Regions from separate parts of the Arachis hypogaea genome. Here region 2 is linked to region 1. Evidence: chromatin contacts called from public Hi-C data. All regions are on one chromosome and are shown on one strand. The core of a region is the stretch at or near the end of the contact, and the rest is flanking DNA. Distances in the headings are between cores, read along the strand shown. Region 1 holds the start of LOC112769082 (myb family transcription factor IPN2). Region 2 overlaps LOC112770672 (succinate-semialdehyde dehydrogenase, mitochondrial).

Region 1 (5,152 bases), core at 1,268-3,767:
GTCTAAGCTATCTATGGAATTGTATAAAATTACAGTGTTGGCCAAATGGAAAAAAAAAAAAAAAAACTTGTCCTCTAAAATTTCTATTTATAGGAAACAATTATTTGGGAGCACGGGTTAGGTGTCAAAAATTGATTGTTATTTCTTTTGGCATAAAGTAATGGTGCATTTATAATTACACATGGGTTAATGAAATAATCAAAACAATTAATTTTAAATAATTTTATGGGAATGTGCAAAATTTTCTTTATTAATTATTCTTCTTTTATATATTTTTTAATTTACTTACTCTTGTTCTGATATTGATAAGGTTATTATTAAGGGAAAAAAATCAATTAATATTATCTTTACCTTTAATAAATCATCATTATTTTGGACTAAATAAAACCACTTTTGAAAATCGATATTTGTTTTGGATCGGAGAAAGTAATTTGAGCGGAATAACCCGGTGATTTAATTTATATTTTGACTTTTTTATATTAATTATAGTGTTATGAAATAAGAGGTTTTTTTTTTTAGTTTGTTTAATTTTTGTATAGATTTTTTTATTTATTTTATACTATTTTTTTAGACAGAATTTTAATATTATGCCATAAAATTATTTATTTTAAAAATTTAAATTAATAAAAAAAATAAAATTATATCTCTAACATATAGATAACGATGAGCTTTCACTATAAAAAAATGAGCCCATAGAGATTATTATGAATCTTATAATACGCCAACAATATATAATATGCTCATTATTGTAAGGACCAATCCTAAAATAATCAGGAAGCACTACTCTGCCAAATATATACTCATATGATTGAGACACATATAAAGTCAATAATGCTTTCTATTATTACCATTGTATCTGATAGGTCATTGACGAGGTTCGTACTAATAATTATGCTAAAAAGGGTGTCGTACCACGAAATGCCCCCATGCATTATGCCATAACACATAAACAGCCAAATGTGAGATTATGTTGTCCATAATACATCAAGCAAAAATTATTGTTCAATTACATTTAACTATGGCTACTGTACTATACCTGAAATAAATTAATTAATTAAATGTTGCATAGTCCATATTTTTCCAACATCATCATTGGATGGTCTCACACTCATGATGGCCCCAAAAAGCTATATATCTATGCATACCCAATATTTTAACAATAAAGGGTATCTCTATTTAGAATGTAATTAACTATTCATGCTCAATAAAGTATCCAAGGAAGGAATGTGAGATAATGAGAGACGGAAAGAAATATATATATATATATATATATATATATATAGAGAGAGAGAGAGAGAGAGAGAGAGAGAAGGAGCGAGGTTTCTTTTGACAAAGGATGGTCTGCATGTTAGAATAGGGTTAGCTTTATTTGTGTTTTTTTTTTTAATTTTCTATAAAGAAACCAAATAATAATATTATTTGCACACTTCAAAAGTTAATTAGTACCGTAGACACTAATTATACCATACTTATATCAAATCAGATCTTACTCATCTTTTTTGTATTTTTATCCTTAAATTTTAAAAGTGTTTACTTGATTATATGCTTCGTTTTATTTAATATGTACAAACAACATTTTGAAAAAAAAAAAAAATACCATCAACACGTTCTTTCAACAATTTGGTAGATCCAGTCCATTAAGATACTTAACAACTTTTTTCATCAGAATTATTATACAAAAATATAAAAATTTCAACAAAATTTTATCCCATGAAGTTGAATGTTACAGCAATCAAATTGGCACCATTAAAAACAAACCATGAATTGTCCTTATACTAATTAAATAAGAAAAACACCCAAATAAAGTTGAAACAATATTGTTATCTTTAAGAATCATACTGACGCAGTTGTTAAATACAGCACTATTCTTTTCTTGATAAAGTTTTAGAAACTACTATTACACAAATAATATTACAATCAACATTTAACATTAAAATTAAAAAAATCTAAAACTCTTAAAAAATATTCAAAATTTAAAGTCAACAAAAATTCATTTTTATTAGTAAAATTTATACTGAATTTATTTAACAATTTAGTATAATATTAACTAAAATTGGCTCTTACAATATTAGTTTCTTATCATTACTCTTTTTTCTCTTAGCCATACCCGACCCTTGTTAACATACACTAGCAGATTCAACTTGTAAACTAAATAAGTGATGAGATAGAAAAATAGACAAAGTAGTAGTAATTGAAGAAAGAATTACTATTACTGTAATAGTTTAACAAATAATAATCTTGTAATTTAAAAGTCTAAGCACATCAAAAAGTGTACATTTATTTGATATTTATCAACAATACTACAAGACCAACAATTATTATTATTTTAAATTAATACTTAGTTAAGAATAATTTATACTTATATTTTTAAGAATTTATATACATAAAATATATAATTTATATTTATACTTATCAAAATTTGTATATATGATAAATCAAAATAATTTATATTTATATTGATTAATTACTACTAAAATTTGATGTTTAATTGAGAGAGTTGTTTTAAGAAAGATACCGTAGCTGGTCCGTTGCCATATGCTAATAGCTTTATAGCTGAGAAGGGAAAAGCCATATACATACATAGCAGATAGCACCGCCCTCTCTCCTCTCTTCTTCAAAAGCGCACCCTATTCTCTTCTCCCCTATTCTGCATATCGCATTTGTTCTTCTTGAATCTCTTGAGAGAGAGAGAGAGAAAGAAAGAGAGAAAGTAAGAGATGGAAAGAATGTTCCCTCCAAAGAAGCCCTCAACTATGAATTCCCATGACAGACCCATGTGTGTTCAAGGCGACTCGGGTCTCGTTCTCACCACTGACCCCAAACCTCGCCTCCGTTGGACCGTTGAACTCCATGAACGTTTCGTTGATGCTGTTACTCAGCTTGGTGGCCCTGACAGTACTATTCCCTTCCTCATCTCTCTTCTTCTTCTTCTTCTTCTTCTTAATTTCTGGGTACCCGTGGTATCATGGATTTTTCCTTTTTCGATGATAATTAAACGCTCGGCTCTCAAAAGAAAAAATAATTCTAAAATGCAAAACTAAATATGTAACCTTTAACTTCCTTTGTTCTGTTGTATTGGATTTCAATTTGTTTACTCCTCTCTGATCTATTAGAGAGTGGTATATTTCAATATGGTTTCGAAGATCGTCACTAACATCTACTTTTGTTGAGTTTTTCCGCAAGCTAGACAAAATAGTAGTTAAATTAAAGATATATGAAGATGTTAATTATTACATGTGTATATATTATTTGGGTATGCATAATATCAATCTTTAACAAATAGTCTTTTTATTTATTTTAATTTGCAGAGGCGACTCCTAAAACCATCATGAGGGTTATGGGTGTGAAGGGTCTCACACTTTACCACCTCAAGAGCCACCTTCAGGTTTGAATTGAATAGAAACTAAAGAATTAAATCATATAGTTTTAACATCCTTTTTTCCTTTTGCTTTTTGTTCACAACACTTTTGTTGTTACACAAACAACTACACATACTCCCGGTTCCTCAGATTTTGTCATAACATATATGTCTCTCTCTCTCTTTCTAATTTCCTTTAACTTTTTGTTATTTGTTTGTTTGCATTTTCGTATATAGAAATTTAGGCTCGGTAAGCAGCCCCACAAGGAATTCAACGATCACTCGATTAAGGATGGTATGAGAGGTGACTCACTCGATCTTCTTTCTAGGGTTCTTCCATTTTATTTATTTATTTATTTATTTATTTTTTTTTTTTTGCTCTCTTGAACATTTTATTATATGATGCGATCTTCTATAGACTTCATCATGATGATAATCTCTTTAATCTTTTTGCACTCTCATCAGCTTCGGCAATAGAACTGCAACGAAACACTGCCTCGTCTTCTGCCATGATTGGCCGCAACATGAACGAGTATGCATCACTCACGCTTCTATATATTATGCTCTTCAAGTTTCAAGTTTGAACACAAGCATGCAAAGCAAGTTTTTTTTTTTTTTTTTTTGAAGAGAATTTTCCTTTTTTTTTTGTGGGTATTGAGTTGGGGAATTCGGGTTTTCTTGTATGTGTTAAAAAAAACTATGAAACAGTAACTCACACATGGTTGATGCGATTAGGATGCAAATAGAGGTGCAGCGAAGACTCCATGAACAACTTGAGGTAAGCACAAACCAATCCTTTTTCAAATATATAAATACGTCTTAAAAATAAAATAGGTTCTCTAAAGAAAAATACCGGGTAAATAAATTATTTTTGTATCCAAAAGTTTAATCAAATTTTTATTCTTCTTCTTCTTTTTATATATTTCTTTTTTTCTTCTTCAATTAATAATTTTGATTATAGGCTAAATTACATATAACATCAGTCTTCTATAAAAAAAATGAATACATGTTTAGCAAATTAAGACATTTTGTAAAAGAGATAGACATAATTTCTTTCTTTAAAAAGATAAAATGGTGGTTTGTATTACATATATCTAGTATGGCGATTTAGGTCGACGTATATATATATGGCAGGTGCAAAAACATCTTCAGCTAAGGATTGAGGCACAAGGAAAATACATGCAAAGCATATTGGAAAAGGCGTATCAAACCCTGGCAACTGAGAACATGGGGGCGGTGGCGGCAGCGGCAACGAACATGAAGGGGATTGGAGGAGGAGCCCATGGAATCCCTGACATGGGTGTCATGAAGGACTATGGTTCCCCTCTAAACTTCACATCTTTCCAAGACCTTGACATCTACGGCGGCGGAGGCGGAAATGACCAAATTGACCTTCACCAGAACCTGGAGAAGCCAACCCTTGACGGTAGTGGATTCCTTCCAATCAATGAGGGTCTTTGCCTTGGTGGGAGCAATAACAGTAGTAATAACAAGAAGAGGCCAAACCCTTATGGTAGTGGCAACAACACTGGGAAAAGCCCTTTGATTTGGAGTGACGATCTTAGGCTTCAAGATTTGGGAACAGCTTCTTCATGCCTTGGTGATGATTCTTTGTTCAAAGGTGAACAAATCCAGATGGATCATAGAGGAACTCATGAGATTGATCCAATGGCTGAGATCTATGACACAAAGCCTGTTCTTCAAGGTGCTGACGGAGATAACAAGAAATTTGATGCTTCTATGAAGCTTGAAAGGCCTTCACCGAGAAGGATGAGTCCTATGATCAGCACTGGA
Region 2 (5,132 bases), core at 1,544-4,043, 640 kb before region 1:
ATCTCTTGTCCTCCTTTGTTTTTCGGTTTTTACACTGTATATTTCCGATCATTATCTCAATAAAATTCTTTTTTCATTCAAAAATTTTGGGACTAATTAATATTAACATCTGGAGCCCATAGCTATGATTTGTTATGTATCAATCAGCTGGGATTTTATTGAAATTTTTGTTCAACTGTGTACTTGTCAAATCAACCAAATGATTTTTTCATACATCAGAGAGGAAGTGTTTGGACCTGTTGCACCCCTTTTGAGGTTCAAAACCGAAGAGGATGCTATCCGAATTGCCAATGACACAAATGCAGGTTCGTGCAGTTTCATTTTTCAGTTTGGTTCTTTCTACTTCCTGGAAGGATTTTATTGATTTGTTTACTTATTCCCACTTTTACTGTTACGTCTGCTACATTTTCCTATATCTGGTTATTGATTCAACATTGACAATTTTTTGAACATGGAACTTTTCTGCACATATGAAGGTTTGGGTTCATATGTGTTTACAAACAGTATCCAACGCTCATGGCGTGTTGCCGAGGCTCTCGAATATGGACTTGTTGGTGTTAATGAAGGAGTAATCTCAACTGAGGTGCATCTCATTCCTTATTGAATGAGATTATATGGTGATTGTATACATTGTTGTTCTACTAATGAATTTTACCTATGTGTATTTGTTGAAGCAGGTGGCACCATTTGGTGGTTTTAAACAGTCGGGGCTTGGAAGAGAAGGCTCAAAGTATGGGATGGATGAATATTTGGAGGTAACTATAAATTTAAAGTTCCAGTATTCTCATTTGCAATCATTTGACTTTTTGAAAATGAAATTGCTACATAGTTTATAACAATTGATTATACTTAAATCATTGATGTCCTCTAAAGTTTGGAAAAGTAAGTTTCAATTGTGGTTTAATTAAAACAAATAAATACATAACAAATATAAACGAGGCAAGAAAAGGCATACTTAAGAATGAATTTTAGTGTGGTGGTGGGCAGTTACTATTAAATATTAATGAGTAAAGTATATTTTTTTGTCCCTGGTGTTTGCGATTCTTTTATCAAAAATACCCCTAACATTTAAGTTCATTCAAATTTGTCATTAACGTTTTCGATTTGTTTCAAAACTACCCTTGGACGTTTTCAATTTTATCCCTAACATTTTAGATGGAATTAAGGCTTGGGAGTGATTTTGATGCAAATAGAAAACGTTAGGGATAAAATCGAATGAAATTAAACGTTAGAAGTATTTTTGACGTTAGGGGCAAAAAGCATATTTTACCTTTTAATATTAAGTGCTATATTGTATCTTGTTACATGTTTTCAAAATTTTATGAATGAAATATGTTAATAATAATAATAATAATAATAAAATTGTCATTGTTGTTTTATAAGCATAAAACAGTATGGTGTTTTTGTAATTAGTATTAAACATACAAGTTGATAATGAAAATGAAAGAACAAACCCATTAGTCCTTAAACTTTAATTTTCTTATATTCCTATTGCTGCTTTCAGAACCTAAAGAGTGTTGTAATTGGTGCTGATATTAGACCCTTGTTAAACATGGATGAATTTACGTCTTGTGATGTTAGTGCTTCATGAATCAAAACAATTGAAATTCTACTGAATGTGGTAAAGTCTAAACTATTACTCCTATGTATGAAGTTGAAATTTTTCCTTGCTACTTCTCCAGATCAAGTATGTGTGCCTGGGAAACATGAAGAAAGAATAAACTATAACGGGCAACTGTCAAGATAAATGCTGTGGTCTTTAGCCGCGCTCAGCGGCAGTTCAAGTGGATTTGAGGTTTTGAAGGAGGGTTTACCGTGTAATTTCTTTATTACAGTAAATGCGTGTAACTAACTGCATAGTTGTTCTGTATAAATAACTCAATAAGTGCAGGCTTGGAAAGGACATTTGGGTTGGTAAATCTTCATTTTCTTTGGCGTCATTCTTGTCTTTCCCGTCTCTTTACCTAATGTCTTTTAGAATATTACAAGTAGGTCTGGGGGCACGTGGTTCGGTGGTTGGCAATTTTTTTTCCTTTTAAATTTATAAGAATATTGTTCGTAAGAATCCAACTCCCAGGAATATCTTTTCTGGTACAGTATTATAATGGGAATAGATATTGTCATTTTTATTGATAACATAACCTTTTTTTTTTCAACAAATTCATGTAAATATACAATAAAAAAATTGTGTGGAGTGATATTATCAAAAACAAAAGTAGCAATATCACTCATGATGAGAAATGTTAAGAGGTTTAGGATTTTTTATTAATATTAGTCAATATTTTAAATTATTTTATTTCTATATTATTAGAATTCAAGAATTAATAGTTAGAGTTTAGAATTTAGTCTTTAATGTTTAGAATTTGGTTAATTGTTGGTTAAAGAAGTCAATATTGGTGGTTTAGGAAGTTAAATTAGAATTTTATTGGACCGAAGATTATATTTTTTAGTTAAGAAAAGGTTCACTAAAAATATTTTATCACATACGATACATATGCTATTTATAAATTTAGTAAAAAAATACATTTATTTTAACCAATTTGAGTTAGTCAAGTGGTTACTTGTTTGATTAAATAAGTGTGGGGGATTTGAATTTTGTTTTATATATATAGTAATTTATTAGTCTGTTAGATTGGGGAATACTGTGAGCAATAAAAAAAATATTCATTTTGTACCCATTTCTTCTTTTTACTAAAGAAATTTCCTAAATAGAATCCCTTAAGCTGGTCATTGTTCTGGGGAAGGAGAGGACTCCCTGGGTGATTAGGAAAATAGCTCTGTAATGACTAATGATACCATTTTTTTTTTGGTCTTGACTAATGATACCATTTTAAGTTTGCTTTGGCAGTTAATGATACTACTGTATATGGCCTGCCAAAAAAAAAAAAACCTTGAACGCATTTTACGGGTCAAGAAAAGCTAAAACTTGTGCCTAAATTATTTGGTGGGAAAAAAAAGAAAAGAAAACAAGTGTACATAAGTAATTGTCTTCTAGTTCACCATCTGGTTAGTTGTTTAACTAGCAATCAAATTAACTTGGATTCATCCAAATATAAAAAGCTAAAGAGATAAGTAGCCACTTGCTTGCAAGTGTCGACCATGACATCCTTATTCCTTAAAAGAAACGGAAGAGAAAAACAAAAAGTTTAAGAAAGAAGAAACGTTGAGTAAGCTCCACGTATTGGTTAAACCACGACGATCTCCCGTTAATAGACCAGTCTTTCGAATTGATTCTTTTTAGAGAAAGATTAGCAGGCTAATAATTTTGATTAATTTTAGCTAACATTTTAGATTAATATTTTATTTTTATACTATTAAAATTAAGTTTAAAGTTTAAAATTTAGAATTTAATCTTTAGTATTTATTATTAGAGTATGTATTAGTGGATTAGATTAGAAAGTAAAGTTTGTTTATTTTCTTTTAAGTCACCAAAAAAAAAAAAGATTAGAAAGTAAAGTGTATTAGGTTAATATCAGTATAAATATGTGTATATTAGATTAAGTAATACAGAAAAACACAGTTCCTTTAAATATGTGTTTGTAACTTGTATTTAGAGCCAATTTTTCCAGTTTGTAGCAGCAACTTTTTCTTTTCTTTTCGATCACCTTCTGTTGTTGTATTATATCATCAGCCCTTCCAAAAGCTTCTCTACGTCGTTCTGAGTTGAACGAACAAAACACCACCAAAATCTAACATGACATGCGCTGTCATGCACTGCTAGAATCACTGTCGCCGAAGTTGCTGCACTATCATCATCATTCTCACCACATCGTTTTCTCACTCATTTTTGGCTACCTTCCTAACGTCTTTGAGCAACTTCAACCAAACTATCGTGTTCGCTACTCTATTCCGAGTCCAAAGGACCCAAGATCGTTGTCGTCGGAGTCCTGACGCGCCAGTTGAAGTTGCGGTGGGAGAAACGATTGGAAGTCAGAATCGAAATGGGAGTTACTGCTCCCTGGGCACTAAACGCCAAGCCTGGTGTTTAGCGCAAATAATGCGGATCAATCTTCACCAAAGGAGCATCTTTAGTGGATTTGACTTCTAATTATTATATATTATTTTGTTTTAAGTATTTCTATTCCCAAATACAATCTTTGGGATTTAGTAATTATTAATTCATTTTAGTTTAAAACTAAATTAAGTTAGATTCCCTTCGCGGGGAGGGGGGGGGGGAAGGGATCTCTTCTCTCAGACCTCATTCCGCACTTTCACACTTTGGAACCTTAGTTTTCTTTCTAAATCATGAGCAACTAAACCTCATTGGTTAAGGTTAGGAGCTCTGTTTATTCCATGGATTGATACAATTACTACTCTATTTTAATTAACGTATTGATTTAGTTTTAAGGATTACTTTCGTTCTTCATCTCATGAATTTGAATATATTGGAAAATAATTCTCATTCTACATGAATTCTTGTTGATTCTTGGAAAAGTTATCACACTTGAATACTAGGTTGAAAGTAAATTTCTCCTAAACTGCTAATTATTTGGAGTTAATGGGATACGCCACATATAATCCTCTTATATTTGGGTAATTAGGATTTTTGTGGCTAATAAACTAAAATTGAACCTAATCCTCTAGTCTTTATTAAGTGACCAAGGAATTGACAGTTGATTAGGTTAGAGGAGACTAAGTCACTAAGGAATTAGGGTTTAGTTAATTATAGTTTGCCATGAAATGAATCTTGCATGCTTAAAAATAGTTGGTAAGAAATCTTAATCCGGAAGAGTAAACAACTCCGAAACCTTGACTATCATTTCACATATTTCTTACACCAATTTCACTTTTTGCTTTCCGAACTTTTAAATTTCTGTTTAATGCGTTTGACCTTCAAAACACCATTTTCTGCATACCCAACTAAGTGATTCATTTGACCATTGTTGCTTGATTCATCAATCCTCGTGTGATCGACCCTCACTCACCTGAGGTATTATTTGGTATGACCCGGTGCACTTTCTAGTTCAGTTGTGGACTTTGAATTCCGCACCAGATGTAAGGTCGGAAGACTGTTTGAACTTTGAAATTTTCATGTTCCCTCTACCACAAACCTTTGTGCTGTTTCTCCACCATCCACACTTCACTTATGGAATCGTCGTCTTGCTCATAGTTCATTAAAAAAAATTACGTCC

Evidence for each region. Hi-C and Micro-C count contacts between places; a contact is called where the count stands out from the background.
Region 2: a contact with region 1 is called in a Hi-C map of leaf, with 2.0 times the contacts expected there. The contact joins the enhancer-like site here to the promoter of LOC112769082 in region 1. A contact is called at or near these places in 2 of 8 Hi-C or Micro-C datasets (both in leaf).

What each region holds. Positions count from the first base shown.
Region 1 is chr18:98,663,430-98,668,581 of arahy.Tifrunner.gnm2.J5K5, reverse strand. It overlaps LOC112769082 (myb family transcription factor IPN2), which reads left to right and starts at 2,517. Exons shown (of 6, transcript XM_025813488.3): 1 at 2,517-2,895; 2 at 3,309-3,385; 3 at 3,596-3,653; 4 at 3,824-3,890; 5 at 4,094-4,136; 6 at 4,493-5,152. The coding sequence starts at 2,718.
Region 2 is chr18:99,304,457-99,309,588 of arahy.Tifrunner.gnm2.J5K5, reverse strand. LOC112770672 (succinate-semialdehyde dehydrogenase, mitochondrial) reads left to right here. Exons shown (of 20, transcript XM_025815010.3): 17 at 220-305; 18 at 477-583; 19 at 678-755; 20 at 1,683-1,940. The coding sequence ends at 1,721. Among protein-coding and RNA genes, the nearest start is that of LOC112770672, 13 kb to the left of the region's middle. Within about 2 kb of position 2,793, at least 2 of the 3 cell types and tissues checked have open chromatin away from gene starts, as enhancers often do.